Regions from separate parts of the Mus musculus genome. Here regions 2 and 3 are each linked to region 1. The links are chromatin contacts, called in public Hi-C maps. All regions are on one chromosome and are shown on one strand. Each heading gives the region's core, a stretch centred on a gene start, on an enhancer-like site or on the middle of the called end of the contact. The rest is flanking DNA. Distances are from core to core; before and after follow the strand shown. Region 1 overlaps Nrxn3 (neurexin III). Region 2 overlaps Nrxn3 (neurexin III). Region 3 overlaps Nrxn3 (neurexin III).

The links. Hi-C and Micro-C count contacts between places; a contact is called where the count stands out from the background.
Region 2: a Hi-C map of cerebellar granule neurons shows a contact between it and region 1, with 2.1 times the contacts expected there. The contact joins two enhancer-like sites. A contact is called at or near these places in 3 of 484 Hi-C or Micro-C datasets (cerebellar granule neurons and cerebellum) and 1 of 9 other capture datasets (embryonic stem cells).
Region 3: a contact with region 1 is called in a Hi-C map of cerebellum, with 1.9 times the contacts expected there. The contact joins two enhancer-like sites. A contact is called at or near these places in 5 of 484 Hi-C or Micro-C datasets (cerebellar granule neurons, cerebellum and cerebral cortex) and 1 of 9 other capture datasets (embryonic tail).

The regions. Positions count from the first base shown.
Region 1 is chr12:89,551,601-89,555,493 of GRCm38.p6, forward strand. The region is part of intron 14 of Nrxn3 (neurexin III); the gene reads left to right. Among named protein-coding and RNA genes, the nearest start is that of Gm40537, 580 kb to the left of the region's middle. Within about 2 kb of position 1,806, at least 4 of the 459 cell types and tissues checked have an H3K27ac peak or open chromatin away from gene starts, as enhancers often do. A contact at or near this core is called in cerebellar granule neurons and cerebellum, where this site is marked.
Region 2 is chr12:90,329,808-90,333,700 of GRCm38.p6, forward strand. It overlaps Nrxn3 (neurexin III), which reads left to right. Exons shown (of 20, transcript NM_001198587.3): 20 at 1,981-3,893. The coding sequence ends at 2,603. Among named protein-coding and RNA genes, the nearest start is that of Gm40538, 77 kb to the right of the region's middle. Within about 2 kb of position 2,269, at least 4 of the 459 cell types and tissues checked have an H3K27ac peak or open chromatin away from gene starts, as enhancers often do. A contact at or near this core is called in cerebellar granule neurons, where this site is marked.
Region 3 is chr12:90,140,542-90,144,434 of GRCm38.p6, forward strand. The region is part of intron 15 of Nrxn3 (neurexin III); the gene reads left to right. Among named protein-coding and RNA genes, the nearest start is that of Gm40538, 270 kb to the right of the region's middle. Within about 2 kb of position 1,685, at least 27 of the 459 cell types and tissues checked have an H3K27ac peak or open chromatin away from gene starts, as enhancers often do. A contact at or near this core is called in cerebellar granule neurons and cerebellum, where this site is marked.

The DNA of each region.
Region 1 (3,893 bases), core at 556-3,055:
GAGCCTACAGGCTAAAGGGCATTTTGACACTAGGATTTTGACACTGTAAGCTTTAGGTCTAGTCTCAAGTTAAAAAAAATATCAAGCCACCCAAAGGCTGATAGTAAAGTCTAATAATCAAAGGATTGGTAGGATGGCTAAAATGTAATAAATATATTCCATTTATAAACTTGAAGATCTGATTATTGTTCCTTTTTTATTTTATATATGCTTGGATTTATAATTAATAGATCTTATACGTTAAAGAAATCTACATATAGGCACTAAACACCTTTTTGTGTTACTCGGACAGCTCATAAATTCCAGCTACGTGTTGGACTTAGAGGTATCAGATAATGTTTGCTGTATGATTTCTAGTAAAATGAATTGTGAATTCTCTGATTGAAATATAATTTTAATATCCTTTACTGTGTATGGCTGAGAAAAGTTCATTCCAAGTTCATTTTTTTCTCCCTGATGTGAACTAAGTTCTGCTACTGTTGCCCGGCTCTAGGCAATTATCATGAAGAAATTCCAGGGAGCCCAGAGGACCTTTCCTTCAAATACCTGTTCACCTAGAGTGCTTGAGGCATTCAATACTATTAGTTCCTGCATCCCTTTGAAATATGTACATTATTTCATCTTTATGGGAACACAGTTTTGACCCTTGGAGTGTATAGATAATCTCCCCTGCAGTATAAGAAAATTTTGACCTTAAGCAAATATTATAGAATTCTGGACCCCCAAATTTTATGTAGCAAAGGCTTGAGGGATGTGTACTCTCATTTTAGGTTTCTCGCTTTCTACTCCTTCTTCCCTTTAACTGCAATTTCCAGTTGGCTGTAAGAATTCTCAAGACATCAGTACTACATTTTCTTGCACCGTATTCTCATAATTTTGTGAGAGCTTGTGCACACTGAAACGCAAAGCTCCGGTTCCTTACTATACCTTTTGCTCACAGTTGACCTGGGTCATCTTTGCTGTCAGTTGCTTGTATTGGGCTTAAGCTTTCAGGTGGAATGATGCTAATACAGGTCAGTTCTGTTCCATCCAGGGGATTATGTCCCATCAGGCAGCCTTGGCATTCCCCTTTGTTAAAGAACAACAGAAGGCAAGATAAAGTGTTTGATGATTGGATTAAGGGGGATGAACTTATAAATTGTGGTCATCTACCCCCTCACCCCCCGAGAAGGTAGGCATAAGGTAAAGTATGATTTGCTTCTGTGTTAATCCTATGATTTTCTGGTCCCATGGCTTAGAAAGTTGAGGATTTGTCAAGTGGCTAAAGAAGGACAACCCAAGGTTACATAGATTCGATGAGTTTGTTTAGAAGTTCAGAAAATAAACCCTACCACTTTTAGATATCTGCATAAGGAAGTATGTTTCAATATTTTGGGGTCTCAAGAAAAAAACTATTTCTCTTTAAGAAATTAAAAAATATTCCTATGAATTAATCTATTATACTCTGTCACCCAAATTAAAATAGCCATACTATTTTTTTTTAAAAATCATGACTTAATTTTAAGATAATGAGGAAGTTCAAGTATACAGAAATTAAAGAAAATCGTCTTTGCCATGGTAGTAAGTGTAAATGTTTTGTTTTATTTAATCAATTTTGCAATTTATAACATGGAAATTATATGCAACTATAAACAAATGAATATTTGAGAACCAGCTTCCATCTCCAGCCCCTCCCCATTTTTGTTTTCTTTAATGAAATCCACATTGTAAGTTAAAGTCTTTCCATTGGTGCTGGTGGTTCAGGGTGAGTGGGATGCTTATCATGGGGACTTGCTACTTACACGCATGATTAAATTCAGTTGTCAGGTTTGGACAGGAGAGATCCCCTCCTCTTCCCCAGGAAGTCTGTAGAGAAGGGCTGGGATGGAGAGGATATTCATTTTCCAGTTTATAGAAGAAGGGTCCATCCATCATGATCAAAGAAGAATATTTCATGCCGTCCACCTCTGGTGAGGGCTGCAATAAATATTCTATCCTCTCCCCAACTTTGTTTCCTGCTCTGATTAAAATTCACCTTATAAACAGATAGGATGGCTTGAGATTATGAAATCAAAACACACAAGAATTATTCAGTCTCTGTTGCTCATTTTCTCCTCTGTGAATAATTTCTGCTGACAGGTGACCAGTGAGGCCATCTGTCTCTTTATTACACAAGCCTGTGGTGGGTCCCGTCTCCTCTGCCCTGGAGTTAAATGAAGGTTTCTTTGACAAGAGAATAATATAGGCCAGCAAATGTAATGCGATTTTAGGACATTCATGATTTCTTTTTAGGAATATGAACACAAATATTTTCTTCCTATGATTGAAATGTAAGTATTTCTTAAAGATTCAGGTAGATACATATCATTAAAATAACCCAACCATTCTCAGTATTAGGAAGTCTAGAAAAACTACTAATGTTTCAGAATTTGTAGTGTCATTTTCTTTGAGTATTTCATTTATTTTGATCCATTCAAATGATTCATTGGGGGGGGGATGTCTATGTCATAATAGATTGCTTTATTGTTCAACATAGCCTCTAAATTTGATTAGGAAAATGAAATCTACGAAGTACCTCAGCTATAGATTTTGGAAAAAAATGATTTGAATGTAATGTTCACTTCTCTTTCTGTGTTAGTTCAGAGGGAAAGGATTTTGATTGTTTGTTTGTTTGTTTGTTTGTTTTAAAAGACAACTGTAAAACTAACAAACTATTCACCCACCTATTCATCACCATTTTGGTCATATCTGCACTTCACACATGTTATCCCTAGAGGAGATTATCCAGTGCCAATTGGAGGGGAACTCATCCCTAGACTGATAATGTTCTTCCGGTTATTTGTTGAAGTTTGCCAAATGACTAAAGACTTACGGAGTCCAGACAGGGAAGCCACTTTTCCCTTAGTGGAAATCTATTTTTATGATTCCTGTTCTACCATATGAATATAATCAGATAGAAATTAGAATGTACTAGCTAAGAAATGAAATAAAACTTATAAGAAACACTTTGGGAAACTTTTCTAAGACTTCAGACCACGGCAGACTAATCTATTTCCTCTTGATTCTGTTTATAGTCTTTCATTTGATTACCATTACCTCAACAGAGAGAACTGAGATGTAATCTTTGGGATAGCCGTCTCAAAAGTTACAGAGCTAGGAGACAGGGAACGGAGGTGGCAATCCAGCTTTACCTATGAGAAATGAGTTCCTTTCTCTATGATATCACCTTGTTGTATGCAAAGATACAAGGTAGGATTACAACCACATTCCCACAGAGGAATGCAATAGAATCCAGCCATAGTCTAGATGGCCAGACACTGGTCACCTAAATGCCTAGTGCTATAAGAGGATACTTGGCAAACAGGAGTATAGACAGATGGTGCCCAACCCACACATCTCTATTTATGTAGAGGCCCCCAGTGTTTGTGTTAGCAGGTTTGGATGTTAATAAAAGAAATTGTTTGTTCTTTCTTTTTATGCCTGCAATTCATTTTTAGTGTAGATTTAAAAAGAAGAATTTGTAAGATCACTAGATACCAAGAGACGTGTGAGCAAAGCCAAAAGTGTATTAGGTTTAAAAGGGAAAGCCTGTGCATACATTATAAACAAACAAACAAATAAACAAATAAATGTTTGCCATTTGTCCACTAGAGGGTACTGTGAGTCCATTGGTCAATTTAATGGATAGGATCTTTTTTTTTCTTTTTCTGCTTTTTTTTAAATTCCTCCTTTTCCCCATGTTGGTCAAGGGAAAATGGAGGGAATCAGGACTAAGAGGAGTAAACAGTGGATATTCTCAATGTGAGTTTTTTCTCAGTCATGACCCTTCTTTATAAGCAAGAAAATTAAACACATTTGGAGAGTTTCAACATGCTCTTGTCAGTGTCCTTGTTATAAACCATACTCATGTATTT
Region 2 (3,893 bases), core at 1,019-3,518, 780 kb after region 1:
TAGTCATCCCATCTCAGGAAAATAGCTACCCACAGCAGCACATACACGGGCCTTAAGTCCATCTCAGAAAGAGCCTTCTGATAGTATTGCATCATCATATCAACTTTCTAACTGTAGAGTAAAATTATGCTATTCTTGGAAGTGAGTTTGGTTAGGTCACAGATACTGATCCTGTAGAGGAAAATGGCCACACCATATAACCTACTAGTACCTTCCCTAATCTTCTAAATCTAGAGATCCTCCCCCACCATAAGCCTAGGGACTCCTCCTCATCTCAGAGACTGTTCTCTAAAGTCAGTGACAGTAAACCATCTCCTTTGTTTGATGGGTTGCTTGCTATTGCATATCCTGTCTCAGCTTCCCCACTGCAGGAAGCCAGAGTTACTAAAAGTTATTGTACCTGAAAACTGTCTCAGCACATTGCTCTACAGAATTTGAAAAGAATCTATGATTTCAAACAATTTTAGGTTTTGACTAGACTATGTCTTTCTAGAATAAATGCAATGACAGGACACAAAGTGGTGACTTCTTGAAATCACACCACTTCAATCGAAAAGAGATGCCAAAGAGACTTTGTCTTTCTGACATGGGAGGAAAATGTCAGCCTTACAGTTAAATGAGCAACTTCCCTGGCAGAGTATTTCTTGCATCTGTGATGTGCAAGACACAGTGTTTTTATGAAGTATTCTTAAATTGCTTTTTCCCTGCTGTCCACGTGTTTAGTAATCATATAATGGTGAAGCTTTCTGGGAACACTAGTGTGTATATATATATATGTATATATATATATATATATATATATATATATATATATATATATACATATACATATTTTGCCACTCTAGTAAAGAGTCACTGATTTCAAAATTGATTTTGCTAAATCAACTTTTCTCAACCAAAACGTGAGTTTCCAGCCAGTCATGGAAACCTAGGCTGGGCATTTTTTTAAATGGAGCTTCTAGCTCAGCATATATTTCATATAACATAAAAGCCTTGAATGCACAAGACACATCTTATGCTAATGCAAGGCAGGTTGTAATTTTAAGAGTCAAGGGAGTTTCAAGAGATACATAATCAAAATGCATCAAGATGAACATTTAAACCTGTTGTTTGTCCCTGTCTCTTAGCTAATGGGAAATTAGGATAGCCCCAAGGTAGTACAGGAAACTTTTAGAGTTCTTTGGTCTTGATCTTGGTCTCAGTAAAATGGAAAATAGATCATCGTCATGCTCCTGAGAGCCAGTAGATAGGATCCAAGAAAGCAATAAAGAAATGTTATATTCATGTTGATAAAGCCATAAAGAAAGATCACTGTGTATGTAACACACACATGAAGTCTTCATAGTATTTCCAAGAACATTATTGACTGAAAGTCATCATCTTGCCAGAAGATCCTGAAACCAGCCTGTTTGGATTCTGCCACTCAAAATCACTTGAGAGTATCTTTAAAATCTAAGGCTTTAATTTCAAGGTTCCAAATTTTGGGTAGGTAGATGCATATAATGAGCTCTGTCTCAGTCCAGAATAATAAGTCAATAGCCAGAAATTACCCATATGCAGATGCAGCTCATTTTATAGCAATTTCAGAAGCATAACCTCTGCCCTGCATTCATTAGAGTAAGGATGAACTGTGTTTACGCCTGTACTAATTATGTCTTTTTTTCTTTTCAATCCCAGGAGGTGAATTAGTTATTCCTCTTCTGGTAGAAGACCCTTTAGCTACCCCTCCTATTGCTACTCGTGTACCCTCCATTACACTCCCCCCTACCTTCCGCCCCCTCCTCACCATTATTGAGACCACCAAAGATTCCCTGTCCATGACCTCTGAGGCGGGGTTACCTTGCTTGTCGGACCAAGGCAGCGATGGTTGTGATGATGATGGCTTGGTGATATCTGGGTATGGCTCAGGGGAAACCTTTGACTCTAACCTGCCCCCTACTGATGATGAAGATTTTTACACCACCTTCTCCTTGGTAACAGATAAGAGTCTTTCCACTTCAATCTTCGAAGGTGGCTACAAAGCACATGCGCCCAAGTGGGAATCCAAGGACTTTAGACCTAACAAAGTCTCGGAAACTAGTAGAACTACAACCACCTCTTTGTCCCCTGAGCTGATCCGCTTCACAGCGTCCTCCTCGTCTGGGATGGTGCCCAAATTGCCAGCTGGCAAAATGAATAACCGTGATCTCAAACCCCAGCCTGATATAGTCTTGCTTCCGTTGCCCACTGCCTATGAGCTAGACAGCACCAAACTGAAGAGCCCACTAATTACTTCCCCCATGTTCCGTAATGTGCCCACAGCAAACCCCACGGAGCCAGGAATCAGACGGGTTCCGGGGGCCTCAGAGGTGATCCGGGAGTCCAGCAGTACAACAGGGATGGTCGTCGGCATTGTGGCTGCTGCCGCCCTCTGCATCTTGATCCTCCTGTACGCCATGTACAAGTACAGGAACAGGGACGAGGGGTCCTATCAAGTGGACGAGACGAGGAACTACATCAGCAACTCGGCCCAGAGCAACGGCACGCTCATGAAGGAGAAGCAAGCCAGCTCCAAGAGCGGCCATAAGAAACAGAAAAACAAGGACAAGGAGTATTATGTGTAAACATAACACCACCAGTCGTATGCGAACTTAAAACAGAATTATTTCTATACACACACCTGAATACTTTGACAATGAGATTTAACTTGTTGAATGTGTTCTGTGAGATGGGGTGTACCACGACTATGGTGGGAAAAACCATTTTTTAAAGGACACATACGATGGTGTATCTCTCTGTGTAATGGTGAGCCATGCTGCAAGGTTGTAGCCTTGGCCCGAAGACAGAAAATTCTCTCTGCCCTGCTGTATCATAAAGCACACACTTAGTGCCCTGGAGCAAGTCCATGACTCCACATGACCTTGGAAGCTTTCTTCTCTCCAGAACATTTGGAAAGGGGTAGAAGACCATATGGCTTACTTGTTCCATAGCTCCAAGTGAGTCTGTAATAATGTTTGTGAATCTTGACTGTAACAATGTTGGGTTATTTTTTGTTTGTTTGTTTGTTTAATTATGTAAAAAAAAACAAAAACAAAAAAATAAGAAAAGAAAAACGCTTAAAAAAAAAAAACACAAACAAAACAAAACAAGAAACCCAGAAATACCCTTATCTGGTTCTGACCAGTGTGTGTGTAACTTTCCAAGATCTGAGGGGAAAATAGCTTTTGGGTTTTCATTTATTTTTTTGACAAAGACTGCACATAAGAAGAAAAGGAAAAAAATATACTCAGAAAAAAAGTATGAGACTCTTGCCATATGAACTCAAAATCTACCATGGCATTCACTCCATGTAGCAGGTTGTGGTGTCTCTAGAACCAATTGTTAGTTTCCTAATGCTTTGGTGAACCCATGTGGGATGACAAGCCGTTTGAAAAGCAGGTCCCCAGATCTAATTCCAATATTTGCCATTCAAACCTGTAACAGATGGGTTTGGGGCTGGTGTTATCGGAGCTATTGGTTTCACTTAACAAATACTGTCCCTGTCCATCAACCCAAAGTGTGTGAACGGGGAAATGTAACCCCCAAGAATTAAAGCAGAGCCTTTCTAAGGGAAGGAAAAAAGGGAAAGGGGGTGGACTGGATCTGTGAAATGCATGCAAACAAAGAAAAAAAAAAACCCACAAAAAAGAAAAGACAATGTTAGCATCTGTTTCAACAGACTGCAAGGGAGTTCCTAACTTGTAACACAACCACAAGTGGTCACACAAGCCTAGTCATGGCCAAGTGTGAAAAATCATAGTTACTTCCCCACCCCCAACATAATAACGGTTTCCATATGGTTTAACTTTGTAGCCTGATGTGAGTAAATCCTTCCCATCTCCTCATGTCTCCTTCCGCCCATCTTTTTTTTTTAA
Region 3 (3,893 bases), core at 435-2,934, 590 kb after region 1:
AACTAATTTAAAAACAAAACCAGAAAAACTAGTAATAAATGACTCAAAATGACATTCCAATATACTCATAGATTAGTGGCTTGCTCAGCCATCATTAGAGAAGCTTCCTCCTGTAGGAGACGGGAACAAATATAAGATCCACATTATGCAGAGAGTGGAATATCTTAGAGTGCTTATTCCTGGAAGGGATGCCTTTATTGGATCCCTTGCTTCAGAAATCAGGGAGCTATGTGGAATATGATGTAGAAGAGTATAAGATCCAGGGAGTATGGCGGACACGAGAACAAGGAAGGGATGATGTTACTATCGTTACCTTTGACTTGTATTTGTGTGTCTTGTACATACTTAGTTATAGAAGGCACACCATATTGTAAAGACACACCTTCTTTTAGGCTTAGTGCTTTCTCTTTTCAGAGAAGAAGAGTTGGTTTTGACTCAGTTTGAGAGGACAGTCCATCATGGCAGACTCATCATGGCAACAGGAAACTGAAGTGGTTTATCACCCTGTATCCACAGTCATGAGGCAGAAAGTGATAAATGTGGTAGTCTAAACAGTTTTACAGTGCTGGTGGCGATGGAGGAGCAGCGTAGCAATACATTCATGAGGACACCTGCAGTTAAAGTGGTGGTTCCCAATAACTGCCAAACAAAGGCAGTTATTTATAAACTCAACAACAATGGCAGGAAAGAGATGAAAGAAGACTAATGTGTGCCAATCGTTCCTGTCCTATTTGGACTCTTTGGCTTCAGAAACAAAAGTTAATTTTCTCTTAGTATTGAAAAAACTGACCAGGTACAGAAAATCTACTTCTGGTTTCTACAAAGGTATGCCTCTCTACTGGTTATATAGTTCCTCACTCTGTGTTAAGTGGAATCTCCGGGAGACAATATATTTCTGACCTGATACTTAGCCTACCCTCCCTTTCTCTGGTCAGAGTCTTCTAACAATGTCTAGAAACCAGATGGTCATGCTTGTTGAGTCCCTTTGTAAAGCAAACCTCACACTTACCTTGATGACAGTCTTTAAGATGAGGAAGAATTTAAGTTCATGAACTTAAGATTCGAGTTCAGGTTCTCTTCCTAGGCATTTTGTGGTTTCATTTTGGTTTCTTGAATTCATTGGTTAAAGATAAATAAATAAATAAATAAATAAACAAACAAAAAACCCACAGCAAACTACCTATACAAACAGTTTTTATTTGTAAAATGAGGAAACTGACAGTGAACTATCCAGCTAGAAAAATATAGAACAGAAAATCAAAATTAGAATTTAACTCCTAATATTTGTGTTCTTCCTGCCTTATGACAGTTGCTTCAAGTGTCAGAAAGTATTGCATGAAGATAAGGTTTTGGTTAATACATCAGTGGCTGTATGCTTCCATTCATGGTTGTTGCTACATAAGCATATCTGTGCATATACCTGTGTGTTTTTATGTAGCCATTCCATACCACCTTCATCTAGGTTTCCCCCAGGGACTATCTGTCCATGACTGAAATTCACTCCTCTGCCAGGGGAGTGAGAAAGGGACAAGATGGTAGAGATTCACTGGGAAAACGGACTCTGAGCACAGAACAGCAGGCAGTAATGCTGTTGGCAGAGTAACAGAGAAGACACTGTGGCTTAGCCATGGCACGATGGCAAAAAATAGCATGGAAACAGCTGGTGAGCTGTCAGAATGATCTCAAGGAAGAACTGTGAAAGCTCTCTGCTTATACATCAATACAGAGTTATGTGGCTAGATCTGCACTGCCAAGGGAAGAGCAGGCAAGGTGGGTAGTTCACCCTTCTGTGGCCTTTCTCTCATCTCCCTGTAATATGGCTCTGTGTCACAGGTTTGCCTCATATATGATTACTCCTACATAGGTGCTACCTTCGCCCACAACGGCTTTACCCACACTCAGAATATGCACACGCTCCTAAAGGCACAACAGTAGAAGACAGGCATTTGACTTATTTACAGATCTTGTATAAACACCAATTTTAGTGAAATTGGCAGGAGTAGGGAATGACTTTTTAAAACTGAAATAATAATTACTATTGTGATTAAATACCAACATGAGTTTATTTTGGGGATTTTTGAAAATATGTATCATGACTAATTTTTTTCAAAACTGTCCTTAAGACTATTATGATCAATTCAATGAAACGATGAAGGGGAGATACACAGACAAAGAACACATAGGAATATCAGTCTTACTAGCGTACGAACTGATTTTTGCTACAGAAAACAAATGCACGGCTAACCACTTGCATCAAATTGAAAGTGGCTTTCTGCAGAAGAGTTGGGATAACTTGAAGTAGCTGAGGTCATGAATATATTTTACGGGTGGCTAAGGAAAGCACATTTGCAGACAAGGAATCAGACGCTGTTGCTTTCAGTATGACCTTGAATAGAGGCCTGTTGCCTTTTGGCTTCCATTTCAGATAATAAATCCTACCCCATGCCCTAAGGAAATTCGAATGAATGAGGTACTTCTAAGACTTCCCTAGGAATGGTTTCCGTCTGTGCAGTAATCAGCCAGTCAGAGAAGCTCATCTGTCATACAGAAATATTGCTGAGCTTATTCATCAGTAAATTGTTAGTGGTATAGGAAGTAGAAATAAGAAGAGAGCAAAGAACAATGGTTTAATCTAATAAAGGGGGAAATTTACATGCACCAGTAAGTTTAAAATGAAGTAGCTTATTGTGCTTTTTTTAGACTTTTAAATGCATACCAATATTTTCCCTCAGAGGGCAGGGGGCTTTGCTCTTAATGATGTCAGAGGAGCAGTCTGTGACTTGGTAGGAACACAGTGCTTTGTGGCATTGCATGGGAAATATTGTTCCTCTTTAGTTATTTTTGGCAGTTTGATGATATCTGAATTCATTTTCTTCTTTTGGATTCTTGCAAAGAAGCACATGTATATCATGCATAAATTAAGAGTGAAGGCTTTTCTAAACGAGAAATGAGCACTCTTGCCATTCCCAATGTCCATACTAATTTCACCTCTACCCAGCAAGAATGTTTCTTAATCTGGCAAAGTGGGAGCCCCGTGGGTCTCATCACCTCTGTGCAACTGCTCCCTTTGAAAAGATCACACAATTTGGATTTTTTTTTCCTTTTTTATACCATTCACTTGTAGAGATTTCGTAAGGTCTTGAAAGGAGTACCTAAAGTACTTAACATATTTTTGTTATGAAATGATTTTTGCCTTGTTGGAAAATATACATGTACATATTTATACTGTGAAATATAGACTTTTCAAAAACTGCATCTAGGGTTCATTTCCAACACAAAGAAGCTTTTTAAAGTTTTGATTCTACTTTGTATAGCCCATTCATTCTTAGGTAGGCTAAGTTCAAGCTACATCACTTTGCTACAGAGAAAACAGGTATAAATCTAGTCACTAATTTACTGGAAGCAAGGGGGCAAATGGCCTCTAGTGAAAAGAACACTTCTAAGGTCAGGCAATTTCTAGAAGACACTGTTGACTTTAGTGTAAGCAAGGCAGTTTGGTTGGTGGCTAATAAAAGCTTAGCGAACAGACAAGACTCTTTCTGTGTCACGAATGTCGGTTTACAAGGAACTATTTTTCCTGAACTTCCCAAGTTCAAAGGATTAAGAGACAAAGACGAGAAGTAACTTAATACTTTATTCTTTGCTCCATACAGAGACAAAAGGTGTGTGACCAAGCCCTGGCATTCAGGTCCTGACTTTAGAATTTGAGTATCTAACAGAATTCGTTTTGGAGATTTGTTTACTAAAAAAATGATCATATGAGTCAATCATTGTCTGATAAAGCTAGATAACAAACTAGCCTGAATTGAGGGACTTACCATAGAAAATCCTTATCCTCACAGTCACATGCCTGTAGGCTGACTAAAGTTTGGCTTATCTCCACTGGGTTCCAC